Linked DNA regions of Gossypium hirsutum: all the other regions are linked to region 1. The links are chromatin contacts, called in public Hi-C maps. All regions are on one chromosome and are shown on one strand. Each heading gives the region's core, a stretch centred on a gene start, on an enhancer-like site or on the middle of the called end of the contact. The rest is flanking DNA. Distances are from core to core; before and after follow the strand shown. Region 1 holds the start of LOC107952941. Region 2 holds the start of LOC107952936. Region 3 holds the start of LOC107952938.

Region 1 (4,575 bases), core at 1,174-3,673:
CTCAAACGTCACTCTCATATCCCCCATAGAGCCTTCAAGTTTGGCAACCTTATCTACCAAAATTGACAGCATATCTCTCGAGTTTCTAGCTTTCTTGCTTCTACCACGAGACTTCATCAACTCAACTTGTTCTTCTACTCCTTTTGACATCTCAATCAACGCCTTCGAACAGTAGCTCGAATACCAACTGTCACGGGGCCTAGAACTTCAGTTTGGCAAACCGCATGGCCTGAAGCGATTTTTTGGATTCAAATCCGCCCAAGTTAGCCTAACACTCGAGAAATGAGAATTCTTGCTGAAATTCTCTGAGGCACTGAAGCAATATAGAAGCAAACTCGAAACGAAAGAGCAATGAATGTACAGAAAAGCCACAGAAAAATAAAGTGTTTGAGTAAATGCTTTGAATAGTATTAAATTACTATGAATGATTACAATTGAGTGATTACAAATGAAGGGGAGGCTTCTATTTATAATTGAGCTTCCCCCCTCCCCCCAAAACAATAGTACAGATCGAATTACATCAAGGGTTGAAATTTGTGTCGATTTATAATATGAGAGCCCTAAGGGATTTAAACTCTATATATCTTTATCCCTTATGATTTACATAAATTACATTAGTAACTCTAATTTTAATAGAGTATTTCATTGGGTCCACCAAAGTTTCAAGTAGATAAGATTTTCCATGAGTTCCATGTGTTGAGGTAGTTTAAATGGGTCAAATAAACCTTATTTAATAAGTGAACTTCCATAAAATGTTGTGTGCAATAATTACAAATTTTGATCTTCCACCGTAGAAAAATTAATTTGAATGAAAGAACAAAAGTGACTTTGTACTAACTTTGTGATTAATATTGAATAGTTATGCTAAGGGGTGGATATTAATTGTTAAGCCTAGTTTAAACCTCTTTATTAATTATATTATTGGTAGTATCATCCTCCATTAATGATTTAGTACTTACACGTAAACCAAACTTGACGTTAAATGCCCCACCGTCCATCTAATTGCTGCCATTAAAACTCGACCTCTTGCACTCACTTCTCAAAACACACGCCATTAATCACTATCATCATCCATAGTTAAAAAGTGAAACCCTTCCATGCCGACTGCGCTTTCCCACCAATGTTTCATTTATTTCCCAAAAGAAAAACAAGACGAAAGGACGACCACCTCTCCCCTGTCCCTTATAAAAGTACTGGGAAAATAAAAGAAACTTGTCCCAAAACTTCCCATTATTACGTTTTAAGTAAGAGCATGCAATGAGAAATGTGCAACATTGACAGCATGGGACCACATCCCCTGGTTTAGCTGACGGACTTCTGCTATATTAAATAATTGAATTATTCATCAGATTAATGATTTGTTATTTGCAGTTATTATTAAATTTTCAACTATTAAAATAGAAATACAAAAAATTTGATAAAATGATGGCTTACCTATTCAACATTTTATTGAATATTGTCCATTTATCATTTTCAAATATTTTACTAAAAATTCTATATAAAAGGGCTAATAACACTATCGAGTAAATATAATTCTGTATAATATTTGTTATAAGCATATGTTAAAGGGCAAACAACAATGAGATGTTTCAGAGTTGGAATAGATTTTCGCAGTTTCCTTCACTCTTCACAACCGACAAATCACTGCTTTTCCTCTTCTTCTCTCTTTGGTTGCATTAATTGTACAACCTTAATACCATAATTTCTTAGTCCAAATAAAATTAGAAAGATAAAAATCAAAAATGGAAAATATAATTCTGTTCTTATAGGTGTATTTTAAAGAAAAGATAGGAAAACTAAAAAAAATTGTAATTTTTTAAATTAAAATAAGATAAGAAAATAAAATGTTTAAAAAAATCATAATTTTAAATTAAAATACACATTCTTATCATCATGTCAATTTGGAATTATTGATTTTTATACATTAAAATAAAAAATGATCATCTCTCTTAATTTCTTTCATCTCACTTTTCGTTTGTATCAAATAAACTCAAAACCAGATTAATGATCAAACCGATAAGTTTATTATCAAATTGATTTGATTGATCCATATAATTTGATTAAATAAAAAATTAAAAATAAATAAAATTAATTTTTAGTACATTTCGTATTTGTTCGCAAGTCAATTAATTTAATTTTTTTGAATTTATATTCTAATCAATTCTAAGGAGTCGAGCTTAAAAAAAAGTCAAGAAGCCGTACAATGGCAAAAAATATATATAAATATTGTAATTAAATTTACCGTAATTTATTTAATTAATAAAAAATTCAAAACTTGAATGTGTGAAACTTTGAAGCCGTACAATGTCAAAAAATTCAAAGCTCCAAATCTTTTAACACGTAACCTCCACATTAACAACATCGTTAAAAGATAATAGTTTAATCAACATTTTCTTTAAAAGTATGAATATTCTTTATTTTTCATACAACTTTGGGAAACTATCATGTAATCTGGGTTTCTTTTGTTTATATGTTTGGTCTCTGAGAAAACCAACAACAACCCAGCAACTTGGCTTTTAAAAGGAAACTTATGAGAACCGTCAATTCAGCTTCCTTTTCTTATTTTTCCTCCTTAGCTCTCCATTTCTGGGTTCCCAAAGTTGGCTTCATATAAATATATGAGTAAGCGAGTTTGTTGATGCTGATGGCTGTTGCCAAGAGTCGTGAGGGGATATTTTAGCTCTTAAAAGAAAAGAAATGGTTTAAGCAAGTAAATTGCTTCTGGCGTGACGTCGTTTTCTATAATTTTGGCGTGTTGGGACCCTGAATGACTTAAAAAAATGACCGAGTCAACCAAAGTAAGGTTGGTTTTGTGTCCAAAGTGCGAAAACCTTCTTCCAGAACTTGCAGAATATTCTGTTTACAAGTGTGGTGGCTGCGGTGCTGTTCTTCGAGGTACTTTTCTCTCTTTATGTTTTTCTTTATTTTACTACTTTTTTTGTTTGGCTGATGAGAAAGTTGTTGAACCCAAGAGACACAAATCTGTCTCTACCCTCATCCTGTCATGTATCTGTGTTAACTTGAAATTTTGCTTATTAGAGTAGTTTGAAATAATTTAAGGCTTTGGATTCCAGTTTCCTGTTTTAGTTCGGTCCTTTTGCAATCAAATGAGCATAATTTCTTGCATGAAATTGATAGTGGAATGTTGTTTGATTAACAGCAAAAACTGAGAATTGTGAACCAGAAACTTCCTCTGAGAAGTTGGAAGAAGACAGGCTCGGCCAAGTTCCTACCAAGTTCCGTATTTTTTCGGAGAAGGATATAGTAGACTCATGTGATGCGGGTGGTAAATCAACCGCTGGCTCTTTCAGGTGTGATACAACTAGGAATGAACCTAAACTTGCTGCTGATAAGTGCTGTGTTGACAAAGGTAATGATATTAGTGCAAATAAGGATGAGGTGGTAAATTTAACTGGAACAGGAAACCAGAGTTTCGATTCCAAATTTGGGCATACTGGTGGATCACAAATACTGGGAGACGTTCCTGATTGGGAAGCTGGGAAGCAAGAAGAGATGGAGGGTTTTCCGAGAATTCCAAGAGATGTTACCGAAGACCATCCGGATGAAGGCCCATCAAACCGCCAGTTAGATGCTTCTTATGGGTTGCAGGCTCAAACTGACCAGGATGGTTCTGGTAGAATTCTCCTCGAAGAAGATCGAGCTATGCTTCTGAGGAAGCTAGATGAGATAAAGGAGCAACTTAGTAGGTCCTGTAATGTGGTAGATAAACCAAAAGATAAGGTTCCACTTGATGGGAGGGTTGCTCCTCCAGAGTCATTTGGTGGTGTTGGTTCCTGGTTTCCAAATGGTTCTTCCGCATCACAAAACCCTTCATTACCTTTCTATGGACCTGATGAAGATGGTTCTAGGGCAGGAACCTCTTACTTTGCTCAGTTTCCAGAATCGGATGCTTATCCTGTTGCGAATGCAATGACTCCACATGGACGGCATCCTCGAATGCTTGATCCAAATCATGTTCCTGCATATTTTGGACCCCGAGTGCTTGGAAGAACCTCGCATCAGTTGCCAGGGGAATACCAACAGCTGCCGCCACATCCATACTTAACTAGACAGTACAATGGAAGTGATCATCACCAATTCATGCCATACCCGCAAAGTTCAGTGTTGCATCATGCTTCTTGTTCTTGTTTTCACTGTTACGAGAAACATCAGCAAGTTCCAGCTCCTGTTCCGACCTCTGCATTTGGCAATAGAAGATTCCCTGATATGCCTAGTAATCCAATGTACCATGTTGAGAACCCTGGGACTTTAGGTTCTAGGACTGCAATGCCTCCTCCATTGAATGTACATGGTACGCAAGCACATGCTAGATTGCCAAGAGACATTAACTCAGAAACAGGTGGTGGTGTTCAGGGCTGTCCACAGAGGATGGTGTTGGCCGGTGGTGGACGCCGTTTATGTCCTATGGCTGGTGGTGCTCCATTTACAACATGCTATAATTGCTTTGAACTACTACAAATGCCCAGGAAACTTCAGCTCATGGTAAAAAATGAACAGCAAGTGCGGTGTGGAGCCTGTTCTACCGTGATAAACTTTCTCATCACCAACAAGAAG
Region 2 (4,575 bases), core at 687-3,186, 200 kb before region 1:
ATATAAATCTATGCCAAATATATTAAGCGTTTACAAAAACTACAAAATATATTTCTTACAATAACTTATGGTCACTAAAATAAATACTTTGAAACAACAGATTTCTAATTTCTTAACTTTTATGCTAAATGTTTGGAAATATATGCCATTTTTTTTTTGAAAAAAGTACATAAAATGATTACTTAATTTGAATATTTAAATTTTTATATTAAAAACTATAATTATTTAATATATATATGCATTAAAATATTTAATAATTTTTTATTTAGTCCAACTAAAATTATTAAAAATAATTTAATTTATGATAATATGGAAGTAGATGTGTTCATGGGTCGAGCTAGATCCAACCAAAATTTTAGGCCAGTTTGTTAGGCTTGGGCCCAGCCCAAAAAATAAGCCTAAAATTTTTTCCAAACTCAGCCCAGATAAAAATATTAAAGCTCGGGCCTAGGTTGGCTCACCGATATTAATTTTTTTATATAATTTTTAAATATATATAATACATAAAAAATACTAAAAAATTAAAATAAATGTTGCCGAACAAATTGAAAATGAATTAAAATATATATATTTAAATAATACTGAGATACGTGCAACTTAACAAGCAAATACCTCTAAAGTAGTAACAAAATTAACAATAAACCAAGAGTTATACAATATCCAAATAATAACAATAAAATAGTAGCAAAATAGTGAAAAAAAAAGAAAAAATAATAAAAAAGCAAGAAAACAACAAAAAAATAGCAATTTTTTTTGTTGCATATTCAGGCCGGCTTGGGAAAAAAAGGCTTACCCAAGGCCCGATCCATTTTCTAAATGGGACTTATTTTTTTGCCCAAGATTATTTTTCAAGCTTATATTTTAATCAAATCCTCTCACTTTTCGAACGGGCCTTCAGGCTGAGTCGGGTGGCCCGACTTATGGATAAGTCTATTTAGAAGACAATCTAATAATATTGTCAAATGATAATATTAATTTAATTTAATTTTCATGTATATCCATATATATATAATTTGTAATAAATAATAAAAGTAATATAAAAAATTACCTAGGGATGAAATTTATTAAAACATTTAAAAAATAAAAATTAATTATTATTTCTATATATCTATATTATTATTATTTAAGTCTTTAATTAAGTTCGTGTCATGAGTCAATCGATTACAAATTTAATAAGAAAAATTATGAAGAATATGAGTTATGTATTTAAAATAAGATATATTATTTGAGATATTTTAATCTTTTTATTAATATCGTACATATTTCATATGTTATTATGGGTAATTAAAGTTGAATCAAGTTGTGGTCTGTTATTTTGAAGATCGACAAATGAAATTACTAAGTTTGGTGAAGTCTAAATGATGACACTTAATAAGGGATGATGGGGGTAGGGTAAGAAATGGGTTAATATGATTAGTTGAATTTGGATGTGTCAATGAGCAGATTATCATATTAAGTAAGGCGGCTGGCTGACTCCTTAGTCATTGCAATTTTCATGTCTTTTTGCTTCTGCAAAGAGCCAAACCATTAAATCATCACCAAATCAATAATGCCATTGATTTAGAGAGCTCATAGACAGCTAAAAGGCAATCAAATAAACTAAAGAAGGTGAGCTGGGTTTGTGCTAACCACGTTTAAGGATTTGTAGCCCAACTAATCCTGGCCCATCATCATTATATGGTAACTGAAAAAGAACCTGATTTTGTTATCGACTTTTACGGCATCATAACTATTCACGTCACATGGGAGCTTTGGGCTTTTGAGTTTCTGATAATATCATAACCATGGTTTTAAACATTTTGTATGATGAGGGACGATGGCATGCTGTTGCTTCACTAGTACTTTCAATTTCTTCTTTCTTTTGCTTGCTTCAGCCTTGGATGGGATAATGGATTGCACATGGCAATGTATGTATGGCATGCAATATGAGACTGTGGGGTACTCAACAGCTAAGCGTCTCAGTTTCAATTCCAACCAAAACTTTCCTTTAAAGCAAACATACCCCCACACACACACACCCCAAAAAAAAAAACAAAAAAAGTGAAAGAAACTAAAATGATGTTGTCCAAACACAATTAAAAAAGGAGAGGCCTACCTTCCATTCTATACCATTCCAAATAGTTCCTCAAACTTTCTTCTTCCACAGCCAAGAGTAATTTGTAGAAAGAAGCAAAAACAAGAGAATAAAGTGCAAATGATGAAGTTTAAAAAGTTATAACACAGGAAGGTCTTGAATGGTGGTGGGCTATGTTTTCCAACCAATGGAGTTGAATAACAAAAAACTGCCGAGTCTCATTGAGAGGGCATGGGCTTTGCACGACAGGTTGAACCATGAAATCGACGACAGTATCAGCTTCTGCAGGTATTGTTCAGACCATGGTCGCTATTGTGATATTGGGCAGACCCCATTTCTGGAAAGGAAGAGGTTGATTGCCATCAGAGATTCACTCAACCAAGTTGAGAACACGCTTTTGCATTTGCAGGTAATTTACTTTCTGTCTTCTCTTTTATTTCCCAACACTCTCAGCTCAACTCCTTTTAGATCCGAATAGTAAGATTGCTTGTCTTAATCTCAACATTGTTTCATGAGATCTAATATATTCAGATCAGATATTGGTTCTCAATATTTGATTCCTTTGATAAAAAAATGATTAATAAACAATTCAGATTACCTGTTTCAAAAGCTCTTCTTTTTGGACTCTTGTTTTTAATGGAATTATGAATTCTGTTACCTTTTGATTGATAATCTTAATTAGTGTCGAAACCTATCGAGTATAATTAGAATATTCCACCCGACTTTTAGAGGTTTTTGCCTTAATTTGATTCGCATTTGCAGTTTTTTATTATCTTAGCATTAGGCCTCCCTGGAAAATTTATGTTGATATATATCTACATGCAGAAATTGCAGTCTTGGCAGCTGAAAGATAGGCAATTGGCCCTTAGTCGATTGGAGCAAACCAGATCATGTCTCATAAAACAAGTGACACAATATGAAGGAAGACCCCTGGATGTTGTGAAAGAGTTAAGTGCTTGCTTTGGCAATGATCATGAGAATAAAACCTCAATTGACAGGGATGTGGAAGAAAGTGTTAAGAAAAATGAAGGTGAAAGCTCGAGGAGAAGGATATCTGGTTTCCTCATTTGCTGCATCAGAGTTTTATTCAGACCCTGGAAGTGGCAGAATGCTGTTGGAATTGCAGTCAATTTAATTCTGATATCAGCCAGCCTTTCGTCTACCATCAAGTTTTATCACTCCAAGCAACAACCTTATAGTAATTCACAAAGAAAAACCATTGTTTCAGCTACGTATTCAAAAGAAAAAGCAGCAGAAAAATTAGATACTTTGTTGACTATCTCAAAGATGCCTTTGGACGTGTTTTGTGGCAGGGGATGATTGTTACATCATTCATCATTAATATAAGATGAATTACAGCTCAATTTCTTCACTATTTTTTTTATAATGATATATAGTCCATTCAAGGACCATGTACATGTAAAAAAACATGATGAGCTTGGTACTGGAAATCATTTTTAGCTGTATTTATATTCGGACTCGAGTAGTTGAACTTCTGTTCCATACCAAACATGCTTTTTAACTAACAGGGTCCACATCGATTTTATTGGTTTCCTTTCGTCATTAGATTATTCCCTGTGTTAAATATTTGTTCTTTTTGTTGTGAATCAGGTTGGCACCCACACATGCCTTGTTATGACTTTTTTTTTTCCTCTTGTTTTTAGCTTTTTCAATGGAAGAATTCACAACTAATAATTCTCCAACCTTGACCTCATTAGTTGCAGGCATATTGCATGTTTTTAAGTTTCTTCAACTTGTTATTCTGCTGAACTGGCAAGTATACTCTTGCGGGCAGAAACTCTATACCGCCGCTTGTAAAACCAAGAATTATTAAGCATAGTGAGACGCTCATTGTTGCTGACATATTCTTTATCTTATGAATTGGACTTGCTTGTGATGTTCCTTGTGCAATCTTTTGAGCAACACTTTGGACAGTGAGACTTCAGTTCCTTAATCTAATCTCAAGAGGTATAATGGTTTATTTTCAGATATGTTTGATGCTGGTTTCAGGAATGTTTTTGTGGCAGGAAGCATTGCAGCAGTACCTGTCGCCTAGAAGTTGTTAAGAGCCGGCAGCAGCAGAAAGAAGCCTCCACTTTCTAGCCAAGCTTCAATGAATATCGTACACATAAACACACGATGTGACCTAACTAGTTGGCGAGGATTATATGCAGAGCAGTGAGTAGTTGCTACATAAATACGAGACTGGAAGAGGGTAAGTGATCAAACAATATATTTATGCTTTGGATGACTGCATCTTGGCACTAATTTTTTCTTTCCTGATTTCCATAAAGATCCTGCCACTTTGCAGGAAATTCCTTTTCCTTGAAGGGTACATTCCTGATTTGCTCTAGTCGCTGTAAAATGCTTAAAGCTCCCACCATTACTAATCAATACAAGTTTAATCACCATATCCATAAGTATGACTTACATGATACATGGATGAATTCTAAACGTATAAATAGTGATGATGACTAATGTATTGAAAAGTAATGGACCTG
Region 3 (4,575 bases), core at 1,449-3,948, 140 kb before region 1:
TCAACGTGCAACTATCGAACAAAATCATTAATACTTTTAGGTGCATTTTTGGTAATGATAATATCATCCACATAAACCAAACACATACATATTCAAGTCATTTGTAACCCGAACAAACAGAAAAGCATTAGATTTTGATAAAAGAAAACCTAAGGAAACAAGAAACTATTTCAAATTTTCAAATCATGCTCGTGGAGCTTGGCGTAGCCCATACAAGGCTTTCGTCAATCGGCACACCAAAGGCTCTCCATTCTCACCACATTGAACTTACCTTGGAGGTTGGTGCATGTACTCCTCTTTAGTAAGAACACCATTCAGAAAAGTATTGTTAACATCAACCTGCCAATTTTTGGAGGCAGCAACAGACAAAATAGTCTGCCTAGTAGCAGATTTAACCATTAGACTGAACATTTCTTTAAAATCACACAGTGGTACATGATAACAGCCTTTTTTCCACTAATCGAGCCTTACGACGAGCTACAGTACCATCAGGATTCTTCTTCACTTTGGAAAGCCATTTAAAACCAATCGTCTTTCTACTAAGCAGCAAGGGAACTAGTTCTCAGGTGGAATTTTTAATCAAAGCATCATACTCAGCTTGTACACAACTGCCACTCCTCACTAGCAAATACTTCAATAATCGTGTGTGGCTCATGATCAACAACTTCAACAGACAATGCTTTGGTTTAAAAACTTTCACTTTGGACCGTGTAACCATGTAATGTGTATTACCCATAAATGGAGGGATAGAAGAAGTAGTTGGAGTGGTAGCAGTCGGAGCAACATGACTTGAATCCTCCGGTGTAGTAGACAGAGTGTCTTGATCATAACTAACAACACCCAATTCAATCTTTGAGTCTACCGGTTCCGTTGTGGTACGAGAATCAGTGTTAATAAACAAGTCACGGAACAAAGATTTGGGACTTGATAATTCAGCAGGTCTATCAGATAAAGACTGCACAATAGGAACATATGTGGAGACACACCCACCGGACTGGGAAGGAACCACAAAATTCTCAAGGTACATTGACATTCATCAAACACGTGTCCAAAAACAATAATCCTACCATCCGGTGTAAGACATTGATAACCTTTATATTGAGGACTATATCATAAAAACGTGCACGACTGAGAATGAAATTCTAGCTTGTGATTATGAAACAGGTGCAGATATGGGAAACAACAACACCCAAACACTCGTAAATGATCATACGTTCGGTCCTTACCATGAAGAATCTTATAAAGAGACTAACCTTTCAAGACCAAAGTAGGCAGTCGATTTATTAAATGTACAACACAAATGAAAGCATAACCTCAAAATTCCATAGGTAGATTCGCTTGAGCCAAAAGAGTAAGACCCATTTCAACAATATGTCTGTGTTTCTGTTCAGCCACAACATTCTGTTCTAACATATATGGGCACGAGAGCCTATGAATAATACCATGTTTAGCCAGAATTACCGTGAAAGCTCGAAACTCACCACCCTAATTACTTTGAAATTGTTTGATATCTTTCCCAAACTAAGTTTTAACCAACTTCTGAAATTGAATAAAACAATCAATGGCCTAAGACTTACGCCGAATGAAAAATAGCCAAGTAAAACAACTAAACATATCAACAAACAAGACATAATACCAATTACTTCTACAAACAAAAGATGGATGTCCCCATAAGTCGAAGACAACCAAGTCAAAAGGATTAGTATATTTAGTAGTAGAGTTTGAAAAAGGAAACTTATGAGACTTTCCTTTTTGAACAGCAGTAAAAATATTATTAAGACAAACTTTATTCGAAACAATTTGACATTTATCTAAAACTGATTTAACAATACGGGCGGAGGGATGACCAAGTCGACGGTGCCATAGTGCAAAAATGTCACAACTGGCGGAGCTAGTTTGAAGTCCAGTGTTATGAACAGAAGGAAAAACACCATTAGAAGCAACCAGTGAGAAATGATAGAGTCCATCATGAGTGTGGCCCGTAACAAAATTTCCTAAGTGTAGATGTCCTTAATAACACAATGAAACGAGTGAAATTCAAAAAGAAGACATTGTTTTCTTTAGAAAACTAGGAAACAAATAACAATTTTTTTCATATATTCGACATACACAAAATATTAGACAGATAGAGCAACTTATTTTTTGTAGGCTAGGTAGAATGTCCGACACGCGTAATTTTTACAAGGTGTCCAATCACCTATAAAAAGAGGAGATGTATCTGAGTATGGTGTAGAATCATTCAAAGCAGAGGCCTCATTGCAAGCATGATGCGTAGCTCCCGAATCAGGATACCACGATGAAGTCCCTATGGTTATAGGAATAGAAGAATCAACATTATCAAAATTGGACCCATACTAGGTCGTATTCACATTAAACTTAGCGGTGTTCGAGAAATCCGACGTAGGCACATCAGAAACCCGTGGCAACGCAACACATGGTAGGGAATAAAAAAAAAGTCAGATCTAAGGCCCTAACTCTAGAAGTTGGCCCAAGAAGAACACACGCTCTAAGCTTTGTTAATCACGGAACACTCGATCCACCATACAGTCCGCCATTTGGCCTATGAATACCCACATCGTTGACATCTAGGCACCCAATACCTTGTTCATGACTAGGTGGGCCCCCAAAGCTAACAAAATTAGCACTCAGCCCAAGTCTTTGACTAGCATCATGTGGCCTAAAAAAGTGGCCTACACCATTCGACCTAGCAATGCCACCATGTGGCCCAAAACTCTGGCTTGTAACAATTGGCCTAGTAAGGCCCACACCATATGACCCAATACCCATAACGTCAAAAAGGTTATGTGAAACCCTAAAATTTGTCATATGTAACACGACCACATCTGGTGGTATACCCTCCCACCATCGGCCATGACTGAAACCTGGTGGAGCCATCATCGACAATGGCCCGAATGGACCTAGAACCTTTGGAGGGAAGGAGAAACCACCATTGGCAGCATCCTCGCGTCGACTCGTAGTACTTGAACCAAAAACATCGCACAACCTCTTCCGTCACTTGTAATCAGAGCCCACGCAGTCGAAGCCCAAGCCACCATCGGCGCAGAGGGTTGTCGTAGTACTTATTGAATCGATAATAACAACGCTGTGCCAAGTGCCCAAACTGACCACAAATTTGGCACTGGATCTAAGAGCGAAATCCCCTCCCACGGTCACCAGTAGAGAAGCGACCACCACGCGCGAGTTCCACCACTATCGGCGTTGGAGCGGCCTTTATCAGATTTGTATAAAACGACACCTCCTGTGCCACACGAGTCTGTCGACTCTCATATTCCAACAGAATATCCACAAGTCTTTGCATGGGAAGAGGTTCGGACGAGAACGACGAACGGGTGAGAACGGCATTGTAATTTAGTGTTAAGCCCGCAAGAACAATCTGCACCTTCTCAACCTCCGAGATTCGAGATCCAAATGCTTCGATCAAGGCACAAGTATTCTGAATCTTAGCCACATATCCTTTAATTGACATATTACCTTTTTTAATTGAAAGCAACTCATGTTTAATGCAAGATAATTTGGCTTCAGTCAAAGCGGTGAACAGGCAGTTTGCGGTACCCAGACATCATATGAAGACTTTGAATCTGTAAAACAAGAGAGAAGAGCACCACTTATTATGGACAAAAACCAGAATGCAAGCAACTTATCTTGCTGATGGAACAACGATGCCTCTGGATTTGGAACCAGAGGACCCTCCGGAGATGGAATAAACCATGGTGGAGCAGGTAAGGTACCTTCAATAAACTTTGTTAACTCATAAGCTTCAACAATCAATTTTATGTATTGTTGCCATTGTACAAAGTTACCTTCATCTAATTTGACAGTATCATGTTGAGGGAAGCATTGAACTAATCGAGAATTTGACAGTACATTGGACGGATTACCATTGTTTGCAAAAACAGAATCAATCAAGTTAGCCATGAAAGCGCAGCACGAGTAAGTCTCCAGGATTTAGGCGAAAGATACCATGTAAGTATATGCAAAGAATTCAACAGAAAAGGAAATGATTGAAATGAATTGAGAAAATTGATTTATTATTGTCTATTTTGATACAGTTTATCAAGTGTATTTATATACAATTTACAAAGGGATAACTACGACTAACAACTTGTGAACAGCTCACTAACAATACTAACAGCCTAACAAATTCTTTACTAATGATGATATACTCTAACATGGGAAACTTCACAAATCTATTTTCAAATGTTTGGTTAGAGTGTTGGAAAAAAAATGAAAACACGAGCTAGTCTCAATGACACTTCTAAATCGGGGAGTGAAATAGCTTTAGTTAGTGGCGATGGAAATGGGGATATTGATGACCCTTTAACAGAGGGAAGGTCCTTTATGAAATCCCTAGATCTTAATCTTCCTATATGAAATAGCAAGGCACAACATCAAATATTGTTCCATCTTTCATTTCAAAATTTAAACATTGGAGCAATTCATAGTATATGTTTTCTTTTTTCAATGACGCCAAAAGGAAGATCATCAGGACCTCCTCCAATGACAGATTCTGGGCGCAGTTTAAGAATGAATTCAAAAAGCCAACTATTTGTAATG

The links. A called contact is a pair of places that touch in the nucleus more often than the background predicts.
Region 2: a contact with region 1 is called in a Hi-C map of leaf, with 2.3 times the contacts expected there. The contact joins the promoter of LOC107952936 here to the promoter of LOC107952941 in region 1. A contact is called at or near these places in 3 of 34 Hi-C or Micro-C datasets (leaf and seedling).
Region 3: a contact with region 1 is called in a Hi-C map of leaf, with 3 times the contacts expected there. The contact joins the promoter of LOC107952938 here to the promoter of LOC107952941 in region 1. A contact is called at or near these places in 16 of 34 Hi-C or Micro-C datasets (anther, callus, cotyledon and 3 more).

What each region holds. Positions count from the first base shown.
Region 1 is chrA07:31,123,457-31,128,031 of Gossypium_hirsutum_v2.1, reverse strand. LOC107952941 reads left to right here and starts at 2,423. Exons shown (of 5, transcript XM_016888150.2): 1 at 2,423-2,895; 2 at 3,161-4,575. The coding sequence starts at 2,781.
Region 2 is chrA07:31,320,878-31,325,452 of Gossypium_hirsutum_v2.1, reverse strand. It overlaps LOC107952936, which reads left to right and starts at 1,936. Exons shown (of 2, transcript XM_016888143.2): 1 at 1,936-2,483; 2 at 2,900-3,540. The coding sequence starts at 2,235. The coding sequence ends at 3,394.
Region 3 is chrA07:31,261,719-31,266,293 of Gossypium_hirsutum_v2.1, reverse strand. It overlaps LOC107952938, which reads left to right and starts at 2,698. Exons shown (of 4, transcript XR_001699002.2): 1 at 2,698-3,449; 2 at 3,529-3,745; 3 at 3,840-4,575.